Regions from separate parts of the Mus musculus genome. Here region 2 is linked to region 1. A link is a contact called in public HiChIP or PLAC-seq data. All regions are on one chromosome and are shown on one strand. The core of a region is the stretch at or near the end of the contact, and the rest is flanking DNA. Distances in the headings are between cores, read along the strand shown. Region 1 overlaps Bcl2 (B cell leukemia/lymphoma 2). Region 2 overlaps Kdsr (3-ketodihydrosphingosine reductase).

Region 1 (4,978 bases), core at 2,271-4,770:
ACCTGGATAATGGTGGGTATCGTTACTCAATGTGCAGCACTACAGGTTTTTTATGAATAGGCTAACACATACCTTAAGGCTATAAAATAGTGCTTTAGGATACAACGTGTTGATTCAGATACAGAATAAAATACTGTTTGCATTATAGGCTTTTAATGAAAAGTCTAAAAGCATGCCTACTTAACGAATCTCTACTTTTATGGGGCCTGCCTGAAAATGCCTACTTTACAAAGTCTAACTATGGGTGGTCTCACACCTAGAAGTGGCACAAGAATCCTTTGTCCGGCCATGGGTTTTAATTTTTGGTATGGAAAAATTCAGTCACCATAATTATAACCCCAGAAAGTAAAGACTTTTAAATTCTATGCGGGAGAGCTGTGGGAGCTTGTAACGTTCAATAAAACTGTAATCTAACCAGCCTGTAGGTATGCAGGGATCTGCACTGTGCAAGTTTCTCTCTGGCCCATTTGTTGGAGTGTCTTATATCCTCTAGTGAAACTGAAATCTCTGAGAAAGAATTCCATATTACCTAGATCCCTATAACCTTGACCAACCAGGGACAGGGTTTGTTTTTTTTTTTTTTTTTTTGTTAAATGAACCAAAGAATCTTTCAGGAAAACCACTCAAGAAATATGTGGGAGTTAGAGGAAATCAATGCACAGCTTGTTTAAAAACTGCTCTCTGAGGCTTAGAGATATTTAGAATATATGCCTTAAAAGGCTCATTTATGGAGAAAGTTTATCTGTGGAGGTTCTGAAGTAAGAAGAAGCTACACAAAGAATCGATATTAATTAAATATTGATGAAGGGTGGGGGAGTCTGGTTGTGTTATTTAGTCCCTGGGTTACCCAAAGGGGCTTCTTGACTAAGAAGACTGCCCACACTAGAGGAAAGGACACACGGTGTGCTCATTTCTCTCCCTTGATGGTCCTCTTGGCTTTGCAATGGGAAGATCAAAGCCAAGAGAGGGTATGGAAAAGTAATGCAAGCCACTCACTGTGTGTGGTTAATATGCTTAGTTAACTTAGGAGGCATGGCCTTTTATCATGTGGGAAGAAGTACAAAAGCCTCTAGACACAATGTTTGTTACTTGAAAATAAATTTAAAATTTTTAATTTAAAAAAGAAGCCTACCATGAAGGCCAAGGGCTAAAAACCATCTCCGATTCCTAACAACTGTGAGCATCCTAGATGGGTGGGTTTTCTGGCTTGAATTTCTCAGATTCTTGTATCTCAATTTTGTCCTGCACCTTACTTTCCCTTTAGAATTATAAACAAGAAATGTCACTATTTTAGCATCATGATCAGATATCTTTGACTGCATTTAGCCACCAGAAGTAGCAAATTTCCTTTGAACTTATCTTCTGCCCATATTTTGATTTCTTAGAACAGAAAATAGAATAGAATAGAATGTACTGGTGAGACAAAAATCATGTTTTCCTGAAACAGTAAGAAACCATGTCGTGTTGACACATGACTGTCAAACACTGTGTAGAAGCAGATTCCAGGGTCCTCAGGAGGATGCTGACATGGCTAGAACCTGCCCTTCAGTGTCCTTGTCACCTTCTCAGGCTGGATGTTCTCAGCTGCCTGTCCTACAATGGGCATTCTCAGAACACCCACTTCTCAAACCATTTTCCATGTTCCTGCTAGTGATGATTTTAGGACCAGTGTGACTCAAGAACTCCCAAGGTGGCTCTTGCTGTCATCTTCTGCTGTAGCCCTGCAACCCGGTGTCAACCACTGAGTTTTCAGGAGTGGCAGCTTTAGTGCAATAACATCTGGAGGTGTCAGACATGTCTACAGTTAGTTTTTTGTATCTTCACAGATAGCAATTCAGGGAGAATATCAAAGAGAAGGAAGGAGGTGGGAAGTAGGAAGGGAGGAGCAGAAGGAAAGAATAGAAGAAAATCTTTTGATAAGATAATGTAATATTCAACCTCCTATCCTTATGAATGTCAAATCATCATCAAATATTTTAAATGCAGATGAAAATCATTTTAATGAGACTGGAGAGGTGGGGTATATACCCAGGGAAAGCATTATTTTGTTGGCAAAGCAGATGGCGGGTAGAGGAGAAATATTAAACCAGGGAAAGCCTTGGGTTAAGCAAGGCTGTCCATTGGGTTGGGATTTTCTCCATGGAAAATCTTAAAGTGCTTAGTATAATATTGCTTCAAAGGTAGATTCCATTGGATCTTTTAGGTTATTTGGACTTTATTTTGTAAGAAGTTATGTTTGCTTTCGTAGCTCAATAAAGTAGCTGCAAGTCGAAGGAGAGAACTCAGGTGCTGTAAGAAGAGGGCTTTAAGTCACTAGGAGAGAGTGTGTGTGCTAACAAAAGGAAGGCCAGACAAAGCAAGGCAGCCACGTACTCATACCCACCACACACACACACTCCACATACACACCTACACACACACATACATACACACAAGCACACACACATACTCACACACTACATAATCACTCATACTATAACACACTATACACACATCCTACACATGCCCATACTACACATAAATGTATACACTAAACCTGCATCACACACATCTCCACACATACCCTCTACACTTACACTACAACACATTACACACATCCTACACATACCTACAATATGCACAAATGTATATACTATACACATATCACACACCCTCACACATAAACATACTACGCACACACTGCCATAGTCCACACAAACACTACACACACTCACACTGCAACACACTACAATCACCCCCTATACAGATCCACACTGCACACAAATGTACACATTACATACACATCACACATACAGTCACATACTCTAGTCATACACACCACACATCTCACACACACACACACATCACACACACAGACACACACACACACACCTTTGAAGTAGGCAGAACCACACCTAAGCTTTAAGGATTCTGAGCGTCTGAACACACACATCTTACTGTTTTCAGACTCTTCCTGTTTTGTTTGCTGGAGTTTATTTTTGCCTTCACTCTGCAGAAAGCCTCACAGATAGGCTGGGTGATTTTGTTGTGTAGAAACCTCACCTCCTTAAATTCTCAGAATGCAGGCAGACACCACTACCGGTGTTCTTAGAGTTAGAGTCACACAACTCCTCGCACCAAACAGCAAAACCAAACCCACACTGCGTTAGGATCCCTGCCTTTATTTCCATGCAGCTTTTTCTTTATGACACAGGAAACCAGATAGGAGGCACCAGTGAAGATACCAAACAGTGGGCTACTAAAATGTTCTCTGCAACACGTATAGCAGTTAAGTGACAGATTCATCCTCAAAGGTATGATATCATCTGACCCTTTACAAACCTTGCATCAGACAGGAAGATTCTAGACACTTTTGTCACTTGTTAAAATTGATTCGGGACAATAAATTCTGACAAACATAATTTTTAAGGGACTTATAAAAATGTATTCTCATCTTTCTCGGTAGCATGATAGCCAAAGGCTAAAAATGACAGAGATAGGATGTTGAGTCACGTGATGGCTGTCATATAAGACTGGGGAGCTTGCTGCAAGGTGTGCCTGGATGGACCAGGCATCTTCTGTTAGCTGCACAAAGAACTGGTGCCGCAGAGGAGAACACTCAGAGGGGTAAGGGCTGTTCTTTCTGAAGATCTTTGGTTCCACTGCTACACTGATACCCAGTTGACTACAGTATACTAACAGACCATTGTTAGCTTCATGCAGAATTTTCTTTCCCAAGCTGCTTACATCTTGAGCATGTAACAAGTTATTGTAAGAAAAGCCTACATTTTCATCCAACACTGACATTAAGACTTACTTAATATAACTAGAATGTTTGGAAACTCAGATTCCCGAAAGTCAGTTGAACCTCACAAACCTCTCTATGCCCACCACCCCAAAGATCTACATGGGTGAATGATAACCAATATATATATATATAACTGAATGAAAGAGACTATTACACATACTGTCAAAGAAGGCATGGCTTTGAAATAGGGTTTATTACACAGATAATTAAAGGCCAAGTGTGGTGCCATGTCCCTTTAATCCCAGGACTCTGGATACAGAGGCAGGTGGATCTCTGAGTGTAAGGTCAGCCAGCGCTACATTCAACAACAACCACAAATTTATTTAGTTGGTTAGTTGGCTTTCTGCTACTCTAACGAATGCCACAAATAAATGAATTTAGTTAGGAGGGAAGGTTTATTTTAGCCCATAGTTCTTTGGCCCATTTCTTTGGAACTGTGGCATCTCAGTACTCTATATGAAGGGAGGTCTGTTCACCTATGGTGATGAGGAAACAAGGAAATGAAGAGGATCCATTAGGGGTTCCAATATCCTATCCAAGGACACATCCCACCGACATATCTTCCTCATACTATATACCCCAAATTCTAAAGGTCTTACCATCTCCCAATAGTGCCACAGGCTGGTGACCAAGCCTTCAACTCGGGCTTTGAGCGGGGGAGGGATCACTATATCAGCATATTCCCTCACTTAATGGATCAAATGCTGACTGCGTAAGTCTATAAAAGCTAGCTTTACTAGAATTCACAGCCTGGTTGTGGAGAAGACACCCTGAGACCATAACTAAACTGTTTGAGTCTCAGTTTACTTGTATGTGAAATAGAGAGACTTGGCAAATCATTTCCAAAGTTACTTTCAGCCCCATCATTCTATGACTAAATATTAATGTGGGCTCTGCCCTGTAAAAGACACTCTGCTAGATGCCATGCAGCAAACGAACAAGCAGAGACACGATCCAAACCGTGCCTCTTCCTGTTTATGGTGTCATTGCTTGGCTGCATTTCCAAACGGCCATCATAGCTACTTTGATTTGGTCTCAAGTTTCTCTTTAAATGTATGCCTCTCTTTGATGTTTAGAGATTCTTAGTCAAGTGGAGCTTGTGCCTATTTGAGTGAGCTCTGCCAGTCCGTCCCTATCTTTACCTTTGCCTTGCATTTCCTCTGCTGACAGGGTTTGTTTTCTTGGCACCAA
Region 2 (5,158 bases), core at 53-2,552, 140 kb after region 1:
CTAAGCTTAAAAAAATCAGTAGAAATAAAAATTGAAGTTAAATTAAATAAAGTTGAAGAAGAAACCAATAGTGAGTAAGAGATGAGGTGGTGAAGTCAGCCGGAAAGTGGGGCTCCTGAGCGACAACTGCACAAAGAATGCTTCCAAGTGTTCTGGATGGGAAACAATGACCTCAATGTTCCAGACCTGAGTGCATGAGAGAACAAAGGGGCGGTCCTGAGTATCTAGCATATAAAACACTTCACACCAAACGGCATTCTAAAAGATAAAAAGGAAAAGAGTGTCTACAACTAAACCCCACCAGGAGTACACACCTCCCATGTGTATGAGGAAGCTGCTCAGTCACGGATGCTTGCTTGGCCCCTGAGCATTAGTGGAAGGTGGGGAAAGGTAGGGGCTGAAGCCCAGCTGGAGGAATGTGTTGCTGAGGCTATGGCTCAGCTGGCTCTCTGCTGTCCCCCCTTTTTCTCCTTCCTGTAAGGAGCACTGATCTGCCGGGCCAGTTCTCCCTGTCCTGATGGACGGGTGTCTCTGAACCACAAGCCACGAGTTGCTTTTCTCAGGCATCTCAGGTCAGTGGGGTCCCCAGGAAACCCTAGAAGCTAGAACTCAGTAAGAAATGCCCGCAAAGCCGTGAGGACCGTCATTTTCAACTGTCACCCAGTAAAACACCCTACCACACACAGCAACGAAAAATAGGAAAAGGAAGATGCCTTCTTGTGAACCAGACTCTAAACAAATGGTGCCTCTCACGTGCCTTTCTCTGGAATGACTGAAGGGCCACCAAGGTGAGCAGAGAAATGACAGCAGTGGAAGGCACAGACCCCAGCAAGGGACAGAGAAGGGAAGCGCAGCACAGGGGAGTGCAGAGGATGTCACCCCCAGGGCCTGTGTCCTGGCAGAAGGTGGAGCCCCATGACAAGGGGCTTGGAGGAAGAAGAATGAAAGTAACAGAAAGGTCAGTGGTTCAGATGCTCAAAAGACGTCCAGTTCTCCCCAGTGAATGACCTACAAATGCTCTCAGTTAAACAAAGACACACAGGAAAGGAAATGCCATTATAGAGGTTCAACTTAACAACACTCATAAACACAGAATCTGACTCCAACAGAGGTCACACAGGCAGAACAAAGTAGACCTGAGGCTCAAATTTTAGCTTCCCTAGTTAAAACACGAGTTTGTACGTAGATGCATATGAATGTATGTGCATATATGTATGCATGTTATGCATGCATGTAGGTGCATTCACTGTGTATGTATGTAGGTATGTATGTATGGATTGGTTTAGACACATAGGTGAAATGGCTCCCTCTAGGGGTCAGGGGTCAGAAGTGGGAGTGATAAGGCCACAGGTAGCATTAGGCAGCCAACTGCGTCCTATGAGAAAATACTGAGCTAAAAGTTGGAAACAAGTAAGTTCAACATTAAGAAAAGGGGACTGGAGAGCAGAAAAAGGGAGGAGGAAGCTCTGCCTGGAAGGTCAAGTCTTGGCTCAGCACCCTGCACCTAACAGACCCACTAACTGATAAACAGCCAGGACCTAAAGTAGGATACATTCATAAAAATTACGCTGAAGATTCAGAACAGAGCTAGGGAGATAAAGTGCCTGTCTGGCCTCTGAGCACCCGCACATGCAAAGCCAGCCAGGAGGAGGTAGAGACCAGAGAACTCCCGGGCCTACTTGATAGTTCCAGGACAGTAGGAGACCCTGTCTCAAGACCAAGGACACCACCTGAAAAAGAATACCCAAGGGTGTTCTCTGGTCTCCATACACACCTGCACACTCCCAAACACACACACACACATGCACACGCACATATACACCCAAACATGTACATACATACCACACAAACCCAAATATGTATAACACCCCCATATATCACATATACACATCACACTACACACACACACCCAAACATGCACAACTTCCTCCAGTCACAAATACAAACTATATACACACCACCATGCACACGTGCACACACACACACATCACATACACACCTCACTCAGAACACTTAACACTGTATCAAACACATCATCCATCACACACATACAATACATAACACAGACAATACACATCGTGTTGAGGTGACCCCCAACCATAAGGTTGTTAGTTGCTATTTCATAACTGTAATGTTGCTACTATTATGAATCTGTGTAAATATCTGCATCACACCCCACAGCACACACAGAAGATCATACACACATTTCACACGCAACATGCATATCACACACAACATGTATTTCACACACACAACACATATTACACACACAAAACGCTTCACACAGCACACACACACACACACACACACACACACACACACACACACACACGCCATCACACACTCCTCACAGAGGGCATTATGTAGGAATACTGACCTTCGTTTTGTTTTCCTCAGCCAGCCCCGGCGTGTCGGTGTCTGGTGGGTAGGCCACAGTGACGTACACATTGTACGGCTTCACCTGGTCACACAAACAAGGTACGCACTCTCAGTCAACAGAGCACTTTGTAGTCATCCTGTAACTTGTCTCAGCTATCTTGATTCTTAGAACAGTGCTTCCAACCTGTGGGCCACAGCCCTTTTGGGGGGGGGTGTGTTATATATCAGATATTTACACTGATTCATAATAGTAGCAACATTACAGTTATGAAATAGCAACTAACCACCTTATGGTTGGGGGTCACCACAACACAAGGTGTATTAATGGGTCACAGCACTAGGAAGGCTGAGAACACTGCCTTAGAAGGTGATGCTTGTCAGGTTCATGAAGTGGCTATCAGTAAACAGGCACCAAATGTCCTGGGGACCCCTCTCCATGAAGATGACTTAGAAACAGTAGCAAGAGTACCCCTGACCTATGTCAGAAAGTGGCTGGCTCTAAAGTGTGTCAAGCCCCCTCCTAGTAGAGTTCTTCCTGCGGCGGACCAAGCAGAGGCTCAGAGCTGCCCAGGGAGAACTGCATATGCTGTGGAATGACAGTATGCTCCTTCATCACAGACTCTGCCCACGAACTGCACAGCTCAAGGCAGAAGGCAGGTCTATGCCTTTCAGGCTGCTATAATACAGCAATGTTCATTTCAATTGCAAAACACCGTCTCTCAGTGCCTACCCGGATGCACATTACTGTGTCTGAATCCAGATTTGGAACTCTATCCATCCCTGTAGAAGTCCCTGCATAACCACCCACATAGCATCAGGAGAAAGCATCTTCATCCTGGGTAGACCACCAAAGTATGACCAGCCAAGCAACTCCCCTGTAAACAGCCCCTACCACTATTTATACAGAGAAGCTCTTCCCTCTGCCCTTTTTATCAGTAAGATCTCTCTAGCCCAGGCTAGTCTGACCTGGTGATCTGTCTGCCATGGTCTCCCGAAGACCTGGGATACAAGTGTGCACCACTATGCCCAGTTCTCCCTGGCTTTCTTTATAGGTACTAGGCCTATTATAACCTCTAGTTCTTCCAACACTGTCTGCCTCCCACTTTCTCTGCCCAGTCAACTCCTCTACTGATGAAGACACCCCAACAACCCCACTGGCCCTTCTTTCAAGGGTCAGTCTCCCAAAACTGTCCAACAGCAGTCCGGTCGCTGTCGCCTGTTCCTTTCTTGCCTGGACATCAGCGATCCAAAGGCTCAGACCACCAAGTCCACTCTGGCATGCTTTTTTATGTACTGCTGGCTTGTGTCTCTGTCCTCATAAAGACATCTGGGTGTTTGGGAGGGACGGCAACAAGTCTAGTGTTGAGAATCTTAAAGAAGAAATCCGACAGGTTTTCTCAGCCCCACCCGTCTACCAGGGCGCCAGCCCCTTAGCTCCCAGACTCTTTTAGTGACACAGCTATGAAGGCTCGGGACAGCAACATGGGTCAAGAGAACAAAGCAGTAGGTAGGTACTGTGCACCCATCCAAGTAATCACAAGAATGAAAGCTGGTTCCATTCCAGGCATCCAAGTCATGAGGGTTCATGGCTTGGCCTTGCCAGGGAGTGCTTGCTGTCTTCCAGGCCAATCAGGTGAGCCAGCTGGAACAAAGATCAAGTGACTTCTCTCACACTTGCTTTTGAGATGGTGAAAATTGATAAAATGTCTCTTGTAGTCTTGTCTGGTCCTGTATTGGACCAGAGAAAAATGGCTTAAAAAAAAAAAGTGCCTGAGTGTTAACTACGCAAGTCACACAGGCTGGCTTCTCTGGCCCACTCTGAACTGCCTCCCCCACTGCGCTGCCCCACAGTGGGGGCTGTGCCGTTTATGATCATCAAAACCATGTTTCAAAGCAGTGTCTCTCAAACTCAAGGTCATGACTGGGTTAGCAACCGCTCTCTCACAGGGAGGGACTGGAAACAGCAAGGTGGAGAGGAACCAGTCCATCACCTTTGGAGCCAACCCTGTTTTTGCAATCATCAAGCACAATTATTCTGCTAGCATCTGGGTGGATGCTTCCAGTAAACACTTTCTAAATTACTACTGTATGCCAACATAGACTTCCGTACAGGAATGAACTAAACGGACAACTCTCTGTCCATAACCCAGTTCCTGGTCTCCTGATACTCTTGTTCACATAATTTGCAAAAACCAGGACATACAAAATTATTCTTACACCTCTCTAACTGTTAACACTATAACCCAACCAAAAAGGGACGGCTTAGCTTACATTCGCCTGTTCTAGGTTACGACGAGGGTTACGACGAGTGTTACACTCATCTCACTGACTCATGCCTCGCTGACCTGTTTCTCCCTGGCCCTGGGAAACGGCCGTTTTCTACTCTCCTGCTCTGCCTTTCTTCACCTGTCCTCTTACTCTCCCTTCTACTTGGCACCAGCCTCGCACAGGTAAGACAATGGATGGCTTGCGAAGGATGAGTTTATCATAAAAAAACAGTGCCACTTAAGAGCTGTTCTATTAAAACAAGAACACTGGGGCTGGAGAAGGAACCTCAGCTGCTTATATCAAACTAAAGAATCCCAGCTCCAGCTTACTGGTCTACCATGGTGGGAAGAGATGAGGGGAGGGGCCAGGCATGGTCTGGGTGAGAAAACAGGAGGAATCCTGGCTGGGGATTCCTGTTTTGTTATGGTTGATTCTTGAATCTCTGGCTATAACTGACTTCAGAAATACACTTTCAAAGAGATCAACTTTTTGAAAAAAAATTCTTTAAATA

What was found. HiChIP or PLAC-seq counts read pairs in DNA pulled down with a chosen protein or histone mark.
Region 2: a CTCF HiChIP or PLAC-seq map of CD8 T cells shows a contact between it and region 1, with 7 read pairs. The contact joins two enhancer-like sites. A contact is called at or near these places in 1 of 15 datasets of contacts at CTCF or cohesin (CD8 T cells) and 1 of 9 other capture datasets (embryonic stem cells).

What each region holds. Positions count from the first base shown.
Region 1 is chr1:106,597,956-106,602,933 of GRCm38.p6, forward strand. All of the region lies in intron 1 of Bcl2 (B cell leukemia/lymphoma 2), which reads right to left. Among named protein-coding and RNA genes, the nearest start is that of Gm37053, 14 kb to the right of the region's middle. Within about 2 kb of position 3,521, at least 47 of the 459 cell types and tissues checked have an H3K27ac peak or open chromatin away from gene starts, as enhancers often do. A contact at or near this core is called in CD8 T cells, where this site is marked.
Region 2 is chr1:106,736,954-106,742,111 of GRCm38.p6, forward strand. Kdsr (3-ketodihydrosphingosine reductase) reads right to left here. Exons shown (of 10, transcript NM_027534.2): 7 at 2,378-2,461. Among named protein-coding and RNA genes, the nearest start is that of Kdsr, 20 kb to the right of the region's middle. Within about 2 kb of position 1,303, at least 14 of the 459 cell types and tissues checked have an H3K27ac peak or open chromatin away from gene starts, as enhancers often do. A contact at or near this core is called in CD8 T cells, where this site is marked.